2 separate regions of the Drosophila melanogaster genome follow, and region 2 is linked to region 1. The links are chromatin contacts, called in public Hi-C maps. All regions are on one chromosome and are shown on one strand. The core of a region is the stretch at or near the end of the contact, and the rest is flanking DNA. Distances in the headings are between cores, read along the strand shown. Region 1 holds the start of sau (sauron). Region 2 holds the start of daw (dawdle).

What was found. A called contact is a pair of places that touch in the nucleus more often than the background predicts.
Region 2: a Hi-C map of the Kc167 cell line shows a contact between it and region 1, with 8 times the contacts expected there. A contact is called at or near these places in 2 of 107 Hi-C or Micro-C datasets (the D17-c3 cell line and the Kc167 cell line).

What each region holds. Positions count from the first base shown.
Region 1 is chr2L:2,222,744-2,228,991 of dm6, forward strand. It overlaps sau (sauron), which reads left to right and starts at 3,599. Exons shown (of 5, transcript NM_001014460.3): 1 at 3,599-4,538. The coding sequence starts at 4,326. papi (papi,) reads left to right here. Exons shown (of 5, transcript NM_164461.2): 2 at 500-890; 3 at 962-1,783; 4 at 1,836-1,942; 5 at 2,001-2,801. The coding sequence starts at 586. The coding sequence ends at 2,497. CG15387 reads right to left here and starts at 3,551. Exons shown (of 2, transcript NM_001103588.2): 1 at 3,316-3,551; 2 at 2,802-3,258. The coding sequence starts at 3,462. The coding sequence ends at 3,055. It also overlaps asRNA:CR44114.
Region 2 is chr2L:2,802,353-2,808,600 of dm6, forward strand. It overlaps daw (dawdle), which reads left to right and starts at 2,909. Exons shown (of 5, transcript NM_001273038.1): 1 at 2,909-3,249.

The sequences.
Region 1 (6,248 bases), core at 2,349-4,848:
AATCCGCCAGGCAATGCATTAATCGCTGTAAGTGGCTGAATTATGTGGGCTAGTGTACCCCAATAACGTCACTTGTCTATTTATTCCGTGCAATGTCTACCTAAGCAATTTCAATTATGAAGTCACTCGCGAATTGTGTGCCAAAATTCGTTTGTTTGCGGCTAGAATTGCTTGTCTTGGGCTATTTGTCAAAACTGATATCCAGTGAGTGATAGGATTGCATAAGAAAAGGGGGAGTGTACATCGATACTGCGTACCCGTAGGCCTTTATTGATTCCATAAGACGACATTAATGCTCGTACCAGTCGACTTGGGACATCAGATGGTCTTGAACTTGTTCTATTTTTGTGTTCCCAAGCACACGCAACGATATTAACATATTAAAGAGGCCTTGAAAAGAGGTCTTAATGCTTTTTATTTATTTTTAAGTTGTTTCAGTGGGATTTAGTTGCTCGTACTGTTGATATGTAATGTTGTGACCAGAAATATTTTATTTCAGTTTTCGAAAACCTCGAAAGGCAGACTTGAAAAGGCTGCCCCAAACACCCAGCTCTACGCAAATCCACCCACAACAAGTTAATCAACATGTTGCGCAACACGCCTTTCGGTGCCACGCCCACCTACAAACTACTTCTGGGCTTCGGACTATGCTCCCTTGGGGGCGCCATGCTATATGCCTATTTCAAGACTCGAAACGACGAGGAGGAAGCGGACTCAGGTGGCCAACGGCCGGCATCCGGGATTAGAGGACAGACAGAGGAACAGAAGCCCCAGAAGGAAGTGTGCCTCAAAATCGTCGTGGACAACGAGCATGTGCCCCTGATAATGGGTCGCGGTGGATCCAATATCAAGTTGATTGAAGAAAAGACCCTGGCCAAGATAAGATTACGGTAATTGGATTTGAAAATTATCGACCCAGGAATTAAACCTGACTAACAAAAATCAAATTCTTCTCCTCCAGAGACAAAGACAGTGGCCACAAATTCTGCGACATTAGCGGCGTTCCCGATGCGGTTAAGGCGGCTCGAGCTCTGCTTATCAAGGAAATTGAACGTGCGCCCGTGGTGAAAGTGGAACTGCAGGTGCCCCAGAGGCTGGCCAGCAAAATTAACGGACGCGGCGGCGAGCTCCTCCAGGAGATCCGGAGCAGTTCGCTAGCCAAGCTGAATATCGATTTAAATGGGCGGAATGGAAAGGCCAAGATTACGATTATCGGCAATCAAAAGCAAGTGAACATAGCCCGAAAAATGCTGGATGATCAGATAGAGGAGGATGAGGAACTCGTGCGGTCCATGGAGGAGGTGGAACAGCGTCGGGAGCCCCGCAGATCTCCCACCAACAGCATTGCGTCCAGCATGTACTCCTCCCAGACATCCCTAAGCTCTCACACTCAGCCCAGAGACAAGCTAATGGCCTCCAAGGGCGAGGGTAAGCCAATGGAGGTTTATGTCTCCGCGGTGGCCTCGCCCACTAAATTCTGGGTTCAGCTTATCGGACCGCAGTCCAAGAAGCTCGATAGCATGGTCCAGGAGATGACCAGCTATTATAGTAGTGCTGAAAACAGGGCCAAGCACGTGCTGACTGCTCCATATGTGGGTCAGATTGTGGCAGCCGTGTTTAAGTTCGACGAGAAGTGGTATCGCGCAGAAATCGTGGACATTATGCCTAACCAGTACAATCCAAAGGAGCAGGTGATCGATCTCTACTTCGTGGACTATGGAGATAGCGAATATATTTCGCCAGCTGATATCTGCGAGCTGCGCACTGATTTCCTCACGCTCAGGTAAGCAGTTCGACTGATTGGATAGACATAAATTTATATTTCACTATTTTAGGTTCCAAGCCGTTGAATGCTTCTTGGCCAATGTAAAATCTACCATCCAGACGGAGCCTATTACGTGGCCAAAGTCTTCAATCGCAAAGTTCGAAGAGCTGACAGAGGGTATGATTTCAGCAACAGTTGCTAGATATATTTTTGACTAAACACCGAACATTTGTAGTGGCACATTGGAGAAAGCTGATTGCTCGAGTGGTGACCTACAAGGAGCGTCCACGGGCAACCACCGCTGTAAGTGCTGCTGCCAAGGAGGGAACCCCGCTGCCCGGAGTGGAACTATTCGATCCAGCCGACAACTCTGAACTAAATATTGCCGATCTGATGATCACCCAGGGCTTTGCTCTGCCCCTGGACGATTCGTATCCAGTGCGGTCACGCTCCTCGACGCCCTCAAGTAACAGCGACTCCACCATTGAGGAGTTGTGCGTCAGCAATCCAGTGACTCCGCTTACGCCCCACTCACCTATGTCGATGTCCATTGATGTTGACAGCATTACGCAGGCGGAGAACGAGCACCTCGCCCAGCAGCTGCAGCATTTGCAGCATAAACTGAACGGAAACGACATAAAAAACATTAATCCGGCTAAACTGACGGCTACAGACCTCGAAAACGGGAATAACAATAATGCCAGCACCACAAATGGTGCTAGCGCGCATTAGGATTTCACATTGTTACTAATTATCCTCGCCTAATTGTTTATAAGATGAAGGCTGGACGAGCAGCTCACTACTTGACGTGTACATAAAAGTATAGCTCTTAAGGAACTTATTGTATAGGTACGAAAGAAAACTGTTTAATTTATCGCCGTGACTGATCGACATATCCTAGATCCTAAAAGCTGACGATGGAACGGCACAGATCCTTAATTGTTTATAGCAACCTTTGCCATGTTACTTATTGTTAGCAAGAACAAGAAAAACATTTGTACATCAACAAAAAATACACAAAAAAGATCACAAACTTATCAAAAGAAATGCATTTTATAAGAATATCAAGCTTAAGTCTATTTTGGTGGCCTGTTTCAGAAATCTGTATTAGAGAAGTATTTCAATATTCTTTGAAAATAAGATTTTCTAGATGACGTTAAGGCATAATTGAAAATGAATATAGTTTCTTCAAATGAAAAGGGCTACAAATATTAAAAGTCGCTTAAAGTATATTAAAAAACCCACCGGGGGGCAGAATTGCAGTCTTGTTTGGGGGATTTACCCCACGCTTAGATTAGGATGTCGTTGGTGGTGTTTATAGCTATGGGGGGCAGGTATATGGCGCGGATCTGACTGCGCAGGCGTACGATTTCCATGTCGTCCCTTTCCATTTCTCTGATGAGCTGGGAGAACTGGACTAATCCCTCGCGGTTTCCAGGAAACCCATGACCCTTAATGACCTCCAGTTGGAGTTGCATCACCAATGGAAAAACCTGCAATGTATTATGTTAAACTATTTGGTTATTTGTTTTGATTTGCTTGGTATTTACGTGCTGCATCATGAGAATCATCTCTTTTCCAGCGGAAGCCTTTGCCTCTGAGAGTTTCTTCGAGTTTTCCGGCTGATTTACACAGCGTATTATGTCCATAAGAATTTGCTTGGCAGTATCACTGTTGAAATTGGTCAAGTAGGACATTATAAACGTTTTAACGGCAGTGTTTGTGACGAATTTAGGCAAAATGCAACAAATTGTAGTAGGTTTTATTTTGTGTTTCCGTTAGAGATGAGTCATACAGCGATTACAACTATCGGACAAACTATCGGTTCGGATTCATAACATTACCAAACCCTTAGTATGGACAAGGAACTGTAATATCATTCAAACAAAAACTTTACGATTAAATAAATTAAGCTGAATTACAAAAAATTAAGAGTAAAAGTTAAATTAATTTCGTTTTAACAGCACCTCTAGAAGCAAAACGTTATCCAACACTTAAGGTCTGGAAAATTGCCAGTACTGAAAAGTGCGGAAATCATGTCACGTCGGAACGTCGACAAAAGACACAAATAATAGGAAAAAGCTTATTTCGCGCAGGCACTCGCATATTCCCAGTAAATGCAAGGCCAATGCAAATGCACCATTAGTACGGGCCACCAAATTGTAAATCAAACCGTCGAGTTCCCAGCGCAAAAACGCCGAGCAAAGCAGCAACAACGAAACGCAGTTTAGGGCCTGCATTTTTGCGATAGTGTGAAAAGTGCGTGTGTGCAAAAGAATACAAAATAAAGGGGGCGCAAAAGAGTCAGTGAAAACAACAACACACAAAAACACAAGACACAAGTACACAGAGAAAAACGCAAACACCCGCACTCGCGCAAACAGACACACACACACACTGTGAAACTCCCAACGTCGAGTCAGCAAATTGTGCCACACACACAAAACGAGGAAAGAGGAAGAAGAGCAGCAGCAGAAAAACATAGGTGCTCCGCTCGCATCCCACATCTCCAAAACTCCATCGATCCGAACTTCCCGACTACCCAACCCAACTCTCCGGAATGAATCGCTCCGACGGATTGGTGCGTCGCTCGGTGAAACCCCGCGAAAACGGTGGGGCGGAGGGTGGGTTGAATGCCAACACGCCGGACGACAACCAGGATGCACTGGACAACCTAAAGGACCAGGAGGACAATATCGACGATGGCGACTCCAAGGAAACACGACTAACGCTCATGGAGGAGGTTCTGCTGCTGGGACTCAAGGACAAGGAGGTGGGTGTGCTCCTTATCTCTTATCTGCTTGGGATGCACTAATTAATTGGTTTCTTTCGCAACATAAGTGCTTCTTCTTCACCTGTTAACCGACGTCTCTCTCTCTCTGTCGCTCTCACGATTTCTCTCTTTCGCAACCTCTTGCTTGGCCCCAAGTGCAACGCAGTCCATCTTCCAGCAGGGGCGTAGTGAAAATTGGATACAGGGGGGTAACTTATCACTTCAGTTATGGGGGCAACAATGTTTATCTGTCCTACAGATAAACATTTTATGCCATGTCTTAGCCACTTCTCTTAGCTTTTCCAGTTTGTTAAGCAATGCACTATGAAATCTTTTGACCAGCCTGCTGACTAATGCGCAATCAGTGAGACTGCCAACACCATTTTCTTAACCACTTTTGTTTTTGCATTAATTAATAGTGTGCTCCATCTGTTAAGGTCTAATCAGCCGTTCATTCTAATCTATAGAACCCATTACTTGCCCTTTGTAATACTTTGATGTACTTCCCAAATAAGTGATGATATATTTATATATAGTATATAATAGGTTTATTTTATGTGTTACACTATCGCGCAATTGCTTCCAGTGCCAAATCAAAAAGATTCTTAGAATTGTTGCCAACGTTCTTAGTTGTTGGAAAGATAGCGCTCTAATACTTCTTCGGTTGGCAGTTGTGGCTATAAATACATACATATCTCTTCGAGAACTTCACTCCGCGCAGCACGGAGAACGGTTTCGTCAAACGAGTTTTCCAATAAGTGGTTAATTTGCATAGGTTTGTAATATTCATAAATCTACGTATAGCGCGGGATGATGTCCGTAAATGCGAACCATCATCCATACGTGACCCATTATGGCGAACAGGCAGATTCGCATTTCTCCATTGAATTCGGTTTTTATATTTCACTTGGCACACAGCTTTATCGCTCAATTGCTGTTCGCTTGTACCACATAGGAATGCACACATGTGCCTTTGTGGCTGGCACCACGTCTATTTGTTTTCATCATTTTGCCCGCAGTGTATTTGTGTGACCACCCACACCTCCATCCCTGCCACCTCCTCTCCCTTCGCATAAGAGGGATACGAGCTGGAAACAGTGGGACGTGTTGCCCGCTTTTGTTTTACATTCCCCTTCCGAGCGCTCTTATCGCGAAGATTTTGTCCATTTGGTTAATTGTTTGAGGAAGTACATACTATCAAGTGCTGCTCTCCTCTGCCTAGCTCTCATCCGTTTCGGGCTTTTCTTATGTCAGTACGTCACTCATTTTCGAAATTATACAAAGTACTTGGCTTCTACCCACACCATCCATTAGGAAAATTTCAATATCTCGAACTGCCGAACTGATAAGCGACGTGTTCTTTGCAAATGATTCACTTTTATACCTTTCGTTCGGAACGATTCCTTATCAATCATCTGAGCGATTGTTATATAAATTATTTTAAAATCGTGAAATGGCATTGAAACGTGGTTGAGGTATCTATCTATACCTTCCAATTATCATAGCTTTTCAAGCGTTAATAACAAGAGTAATTTTTGTAATTGATTTTTTATGTGGTTATAACATAACTCTTCTTGTTCGTTTTTTCATTTATACTAGCTAGATAAGCATTGTATTTTTTAAATTGACAGTTCATACACTTCTGTGGGCAAGGCCTAAACAAACTCAAGTGTTTAATGTTTTAACAACTGAATACTTTCGTCTGGGAGC
Region 2 (6,248 bases), core at 1,659-4,158, 580 kb after region 1:
TATTTTCAACAAATGCAAAAAGAGGTGACAACAAAGGCAACTTGACGTCGTCGTCGTCATCGTCATCATCGTCATCTGGCGGAGGAGCAACGTCACGGGTTGGCGCGTTCATCATCTCGAGCGGTTGGGAACTCGAAATTCCGGCAGACACGAGGTGCATGCGTGGACGCCTTGGCACTCGGACGCCTTGGCTAATTGCTTTGGGTGCAGCCCAGATGATTGAGTGAATTGAGTGAGACGATTCGATAAAATAAGATTCGAATTTGGTTCACACACGACTGGCGCATGACTCGTAAGTGGACTTTGGTCCCACCAAAAGATATTCACTTGCGCGGCTCAGTTTCGATCTGCGCCCGATCTCGTCTAGCCTGTCTGTCTGGATGGATGGTTGGATGGATGGATGGATGAAGGGATGGATGGAGGGATGGGTAGATGCAGGCGCCTCATCTCGAGTGCTCCAAAGTCCAAGTTGTCAATTCCGTTCATGGCTCCGCAATTACTACGCTCAATATCAATTTGTTCGCACTTACAGAGCGAACGGAAAGTTTCCCCAGCGAGCTGATTAAGTGGCCCCTTATTCAGCTAAAAATTTTAATTAATTTCACTTCTTGTAGTCCGAGCTGTTGAATTATTTTTGGCTCCAGTTCGATTATCTCCTTGAGGATCCACGCTCAGTTCACATGAACAGACCACAATCGGAGTCACACCTGTTCGGTCGAAAGGCCTCAAAGTGTTAATTAGTTTGCTAATTAGTTTTCAGCTTTAATTAGTGCCTTTAATTTCGATGGGTGCTTAGTCATTTTCAACACTGTGATTAAAATAGATACTTGTTGTTTATATTTTATTGGGTTAAGTTATGAGTTTTGAGTGTAATTTTCAGCAACTATGACAAATTAAAAGTGTTTTTTTTTGGCGATGTATCAGGCAGTTTTCAAATAAAATTGCAATTTAAAATAATAAAAATATATTCACACATATTGCAGCCTCGATTAATTTTTTACTATGCAATATATACTCTAATAATCTACGTTTTAATGATTTTTGAAATTACTTTTTATAATTAAATCGAAAGTCGTGGGTGTTATCAATGGTTATCAAAATGAATATATAAAAAACAGTGTATATTTGTGTTTTGTCTGGCTACTTTCCGGTTGTCAACAAGAAATCCTCTGTAATCAGAAGACTTTGTTCTGCTGGCCCTCTTCTTAACCTATTAAACCAGGAATAGTAGAAATAGATTCAAATCGTTTCAATAACTCTATTTTTTGAGTTCACATTCTTAGACTTTACTTTCCTGATCTGTAATTTGAATCAAATGCTCACTAGACAGTCATAGAATTTTCCTGATCAAATGCAAGGCCAAAGTCTAGACGAATAAGGCCATTTATAATCAAATGAAGCGATGAATAGTTCAGAAAATATTAGAATGAATCTTTAGATGTTTAAGGTAACTTTAAGCTTGCAGTTCAAACGTGTAACTAAAGTCATAGTACCCCTATCAAGGGTATAAGCATCATATATTGTTGACTTAATTATGACACCAAAACACTGTTTTAATTAAAAACTGAAATTCCAGAGGCCCGGCCACGATAAGCCGTGCATTGTGACGTGTTTTTCAGCACGCGCGCCACATTTAAAAATTAGACGTTTCGAGTGAGATTTTGCCTCGATCCTGAGTATACAAATCACGAAAGGTATATTGTGCGATTCCATCGCATTATATTTGAGGTGAATGCTTTATTGTGAAATCTCAAGGTAAACAAAACTCGGAACGGACTTAATCAGTCGATTGGCATGAGGTTTGAAAGTGAAACACAGCGATACGCAATCAGAGCCAGCATTTAATTAATATTAGCCATTTACATACTATTGTCCTCCGAGGTAATCTCAAGAGACCCATGCTCGACGGGCGTGAAAACTTCAAAATTATGATATCACACATGGTAATCAATTGAAGCAGCCAGCAAGTTAAAAACAAGAAACCCCAAACGTCGTAAAAGCCACATCGTAAATTGGTCAAGAGGAAAGCGATTAGCTGGCCAAGAGCTAAACAAAAACAGGAAGGCATACGTAGGGTGGAGTCTGAAATTGAGTATACTTAGTTCATTCGTTATATTACATCTAATTGTTCAGTCTTTTACACGACATTGTTTGCATATTCTTCGATGATACATATGTACTTTCTTCTAGCATTCATGGTTATACGTCAATTTTAGTCATACCTCTCGCTAGTACCGCTTATTAATAGACATTGGGCCATCAAAAGAAAGCGATGGTATCGCTTTGGCTGTGAGAACCAATCGCCATTAGGCAATGTCGGCTATCAGGGAAAGTCAAAGGCAATCCGCTGGACTGGACTGCCGCTGAACTTTGGACCGGTTGGATCGAGCGATAAAACCCCACCGGCACGACGTCAGCTCACGTTTTTGGGTGACGAATGCTGGGGCTCGATCCTCATTCCCAACAAGCTCGAACTCACGAACGGCCATCGAACATGTAGCGCCGGCCAGCGAACTTGTTCGATGCTCCAGCCTCGAGCGGCGTGGGTGTTCGATGCAGGAGGCGATCGGATGGGAGCCAACCGGACCTAAAACGCTGCTGTGTGGGCCAGGGGGGAAAGCCACCCATTATCAGTGGCTCTCCCTGCTCTCCCTCTCTCTCTCTCTGTCGCACTTGCTGGAAGCAAAGTAGAATTGCGCATCGCTTAAAACGCAGAGCAGCGGAGTGCGCCAATGATCGGCGGCGTGTCTGTTATCAAACAAACTGAAACTCAACTGTCTGCCGCCCGAAGAGTGGGCCATACCCATACCCATACCCATACCCAGGCCCATACTCACACCCATACCGCTCCCCACAGATACCGTTAGTCGTACCGCTCCAGGCTTTTGTGGCCGCTGCGCCGCCCATCGTCGAATTATTCACACGCAGACGTTCCCAACGATCGGATCGAAAATTATTCAAATCGTGCAAATCGTACATGAAACTTGGTGTGAACGAATAATACTTTATGTTTCTTCAAAACATTTGTTTTTGCTCAGCGAAATATCAGCTCGTCATTTTGAGGAAATCAAGTTCAAGTGGTGAAATTCAAAACAATAATGAGTTTGCGAAAGTGATTTGCGAAAACAAATAAACGGACAATCGATTGTAGAATCACTCAAGGACATTTGATAAGCATCCCTTTTCGCAGAAGATTGCAAACAATGTGCTAAGTTATTCAAGCATTTTGACAATGGATTATTAATTTGGGTGAGTTACATAACACAAGGGCTTATTGTGTAAGAAGTTTAAATAAAAGTGCCAAAAATGTGAATTATGGAATCAGCCTCAACATGGGATACTAGAAATTGTATATTTTTTTTAGCAGTCTAATGCTCAATATCAGTTATTACCAAATCGCAGGGAAGTTTCTAGTTTCGCTTTTGGAATATCATGCCGTAATTAAAAACTAATCATGCAGTGAATGGTTTATCGATCAGAGGCCTATCTATCACCGATTGATTGATTGATAGTTTTCGAGCCTATAACCCAGGCGCATAACCTCCAAAAGCTCTTGGCGAATTTCGGCCACGTCGAGAGTCATTGGCCAAATTTAGTTGCTACCAATGATGATCTTATTTAATCCTGCACTTGATTTATGGTAGCATCGCCGATGAGCGTGTGGCGAGAAAAGTATTATGGCAGATTAATTTGCGACGCTTCGGGCCTCTGGCTTCTGGCAATCGGGGCAATCTCCGTGAGCGGTTCCAAAGTCCAGATCGTGGCATGCTCCCAACCGCTGATCGGCGAGAACGGCGTGATCGCCGTGATTTATTGCCAAAAACCGATGGAAGCAGCCGTGTTTTTGTCGCAGTGCATTCAACTGCTGCGCGCGAAGAAGAAATGCAAGTGATAATTGCCGGCAATTACGATAGCCCCACTCCAAGTCCGAGTCCCAGCCCCACATCCAGTCCCAGCTGCCCCGTAATTAATGCGAAAATGATACGGGCAGGCCCATGGAAAACCCCCAAGCAGAGTCGCTTAGTCAAGAAGCCATCTCCATCAAGCGGCTGTACTTTGCACCTCCAATCGACGCATCGCCAGACCCCCAACTCCCCATTCACAGGCACAGCAGTTTTTTGCTCCGATTTGCATCGACATGGCAACCGCGGAGTCTTCACTACAGCTTTTGCTTCTGATCACGCGCTGGTGGCGTGCTCGATGACGTAGCCATGACTGCCGGGCGTTAAATGACCTTCTTCAACTTCTGTCCCCCTTCCCAGCGGCACCCCTTTTCCGCGGGCCCCCATCACATCGCAGTCGCACGCCTCGGCTTCGATTCCTGCCTTTGATAAGTCGGTCAGTCAAGTCAGTCATTAAGTCCAGTGCAGTGCGGACAGCTCGAGTTACGTCAAAAACGAAGAGTACGTACAAAACGTGTCACATGTCGCGTGTGTGCTACAATCCAAGCCCTGCTTCCTGATCCGATCCCCATCCATTCTATCAGATCCCATCCCATCCGATCTGATCCGTCATTATGTGGCCCCCAGTCGCTTTAATCGACGTCAGGTTGGTTGTGTTGGAAAAAACAAAATGGAGCAGATTTTGGAACGTGGCAATCTACGTAGGTTGTGGAAAAATATGCGATGAGTTGATAAGTGGTGCGACATATGCTGAAGGCCAGGACGTCATTTAAATTGGAAAAGGGCCACTGGAAAAGTGTAATACCTTATGTAACTTATGGGAACACGTAAAACTAAACTTAATTGTGCAAGTCAAAGGTGTCATAATCTAATATGAAATTGGGGAGTATGCAATACTTATAGTTGTTTATTGTATTATTTCCTAACAAGAACCCCTATTAATTTGCTTTTGCTTAAGCCGCACCAACAATGTTGCCAGAATTCGCTGAGGCCTACAAAATTTCTATCAATTAAACGGACCTTCTCCTCCGTATAGTATAGATCATTTCTATTCGTCTCGATGATCTAATTGGGTTCAGAAAAATCACAGTTCGTGACAAGCGAATCGGGCACGTGTTCAGCATTTAAGGCTAAATCGAATAGGCGGTATAATATAACTCGTGATCTGCCGGCCTTCAAAATACTTTTCTTGACCTTACTCGACTGCTTCACATTTAGCCGAGACCAGAAATTCTGGCTGATGAAATTCCCAACCGAAATACTCATGAATTTCCCATTCGCATTTAAATTGGAAAACAGACACACTATGTATTTGAAATGCGCATCTATTAACCGAATCCGATTAGGATTGCCCAGAATCGCATGCTAAGCGTACTTAATTGGTTAAATGCCGCACTACATATTCCATGCTCCCGATTTGTGGACCAAAAGTGGGAAACCGCCCCTTATCAGCAACGTGTTCACTATTAATTGATTGACACACAATCGAGTCGGATCATCAAAGTCAAGCTTGATAACGCTGCGGGGTAATTAGCATGAATGGGCCACTCGACTCGATTCGATTCGATTCGATTCGGTTTGAAGCGATCATAAATTCACTTGATATCAAAATGCCCCATTGTGGCCAAGCGAGTGCCAAAAATGCCAACAGATAGTGACGCCGCCAACTGGGGGCGTGGCATTGTCAGGGTGGCGGGAGGTTAAAAATAAAATTGCAATTAAGAATTTTATGCAATTCGGTGGCTTGGCGTTTTCAAGAAGCTGATGCAATGCTGCACCCCACTTGCATATCCAATTGTCTTCGGCTAAAGAGAGAGCGCCATGTAGCCATAACCATGGTCTATAGTCATAAATCGAGACCCGAACCGCTCGGCTTGGATCCGAGTCCGCAACCGATACGAAACGATCCGTCAGATACGATGCGATTCGAGTGGTTCGGATTGTTTCGGTTCGGTTCGGTTCGGTTCGGCTGGCGCTCGCGGAACGATCAATCAAACGCTCGGCGATCGTCACATAAATTGTTCTACTAATCAGCCAACCGCTTCATTCATTCACAACTCGTTTGCGCTGCCGCATGTCGGAAGAGAAAGAAGCACCATACTATATCATAGACCATACCACAAGTGGAATACTATATAGACGCGCGATCCCAGCTATAGCTAAAGGCCCGTGCCACTCGTGTTTCGTGTCCGGGTTCAAAGTTAATGCCGCAACCCCCGCCGGATTCATCCGGCTGAGCAGATTCAGATCCCATTGGAGCAAATCGGAGTGTGCTCACCACGGTACGTGTGGGGTCCACGTCCACCTAATTGCCATCTAATTGAGCCCGCTTATCAGCGGATCTGC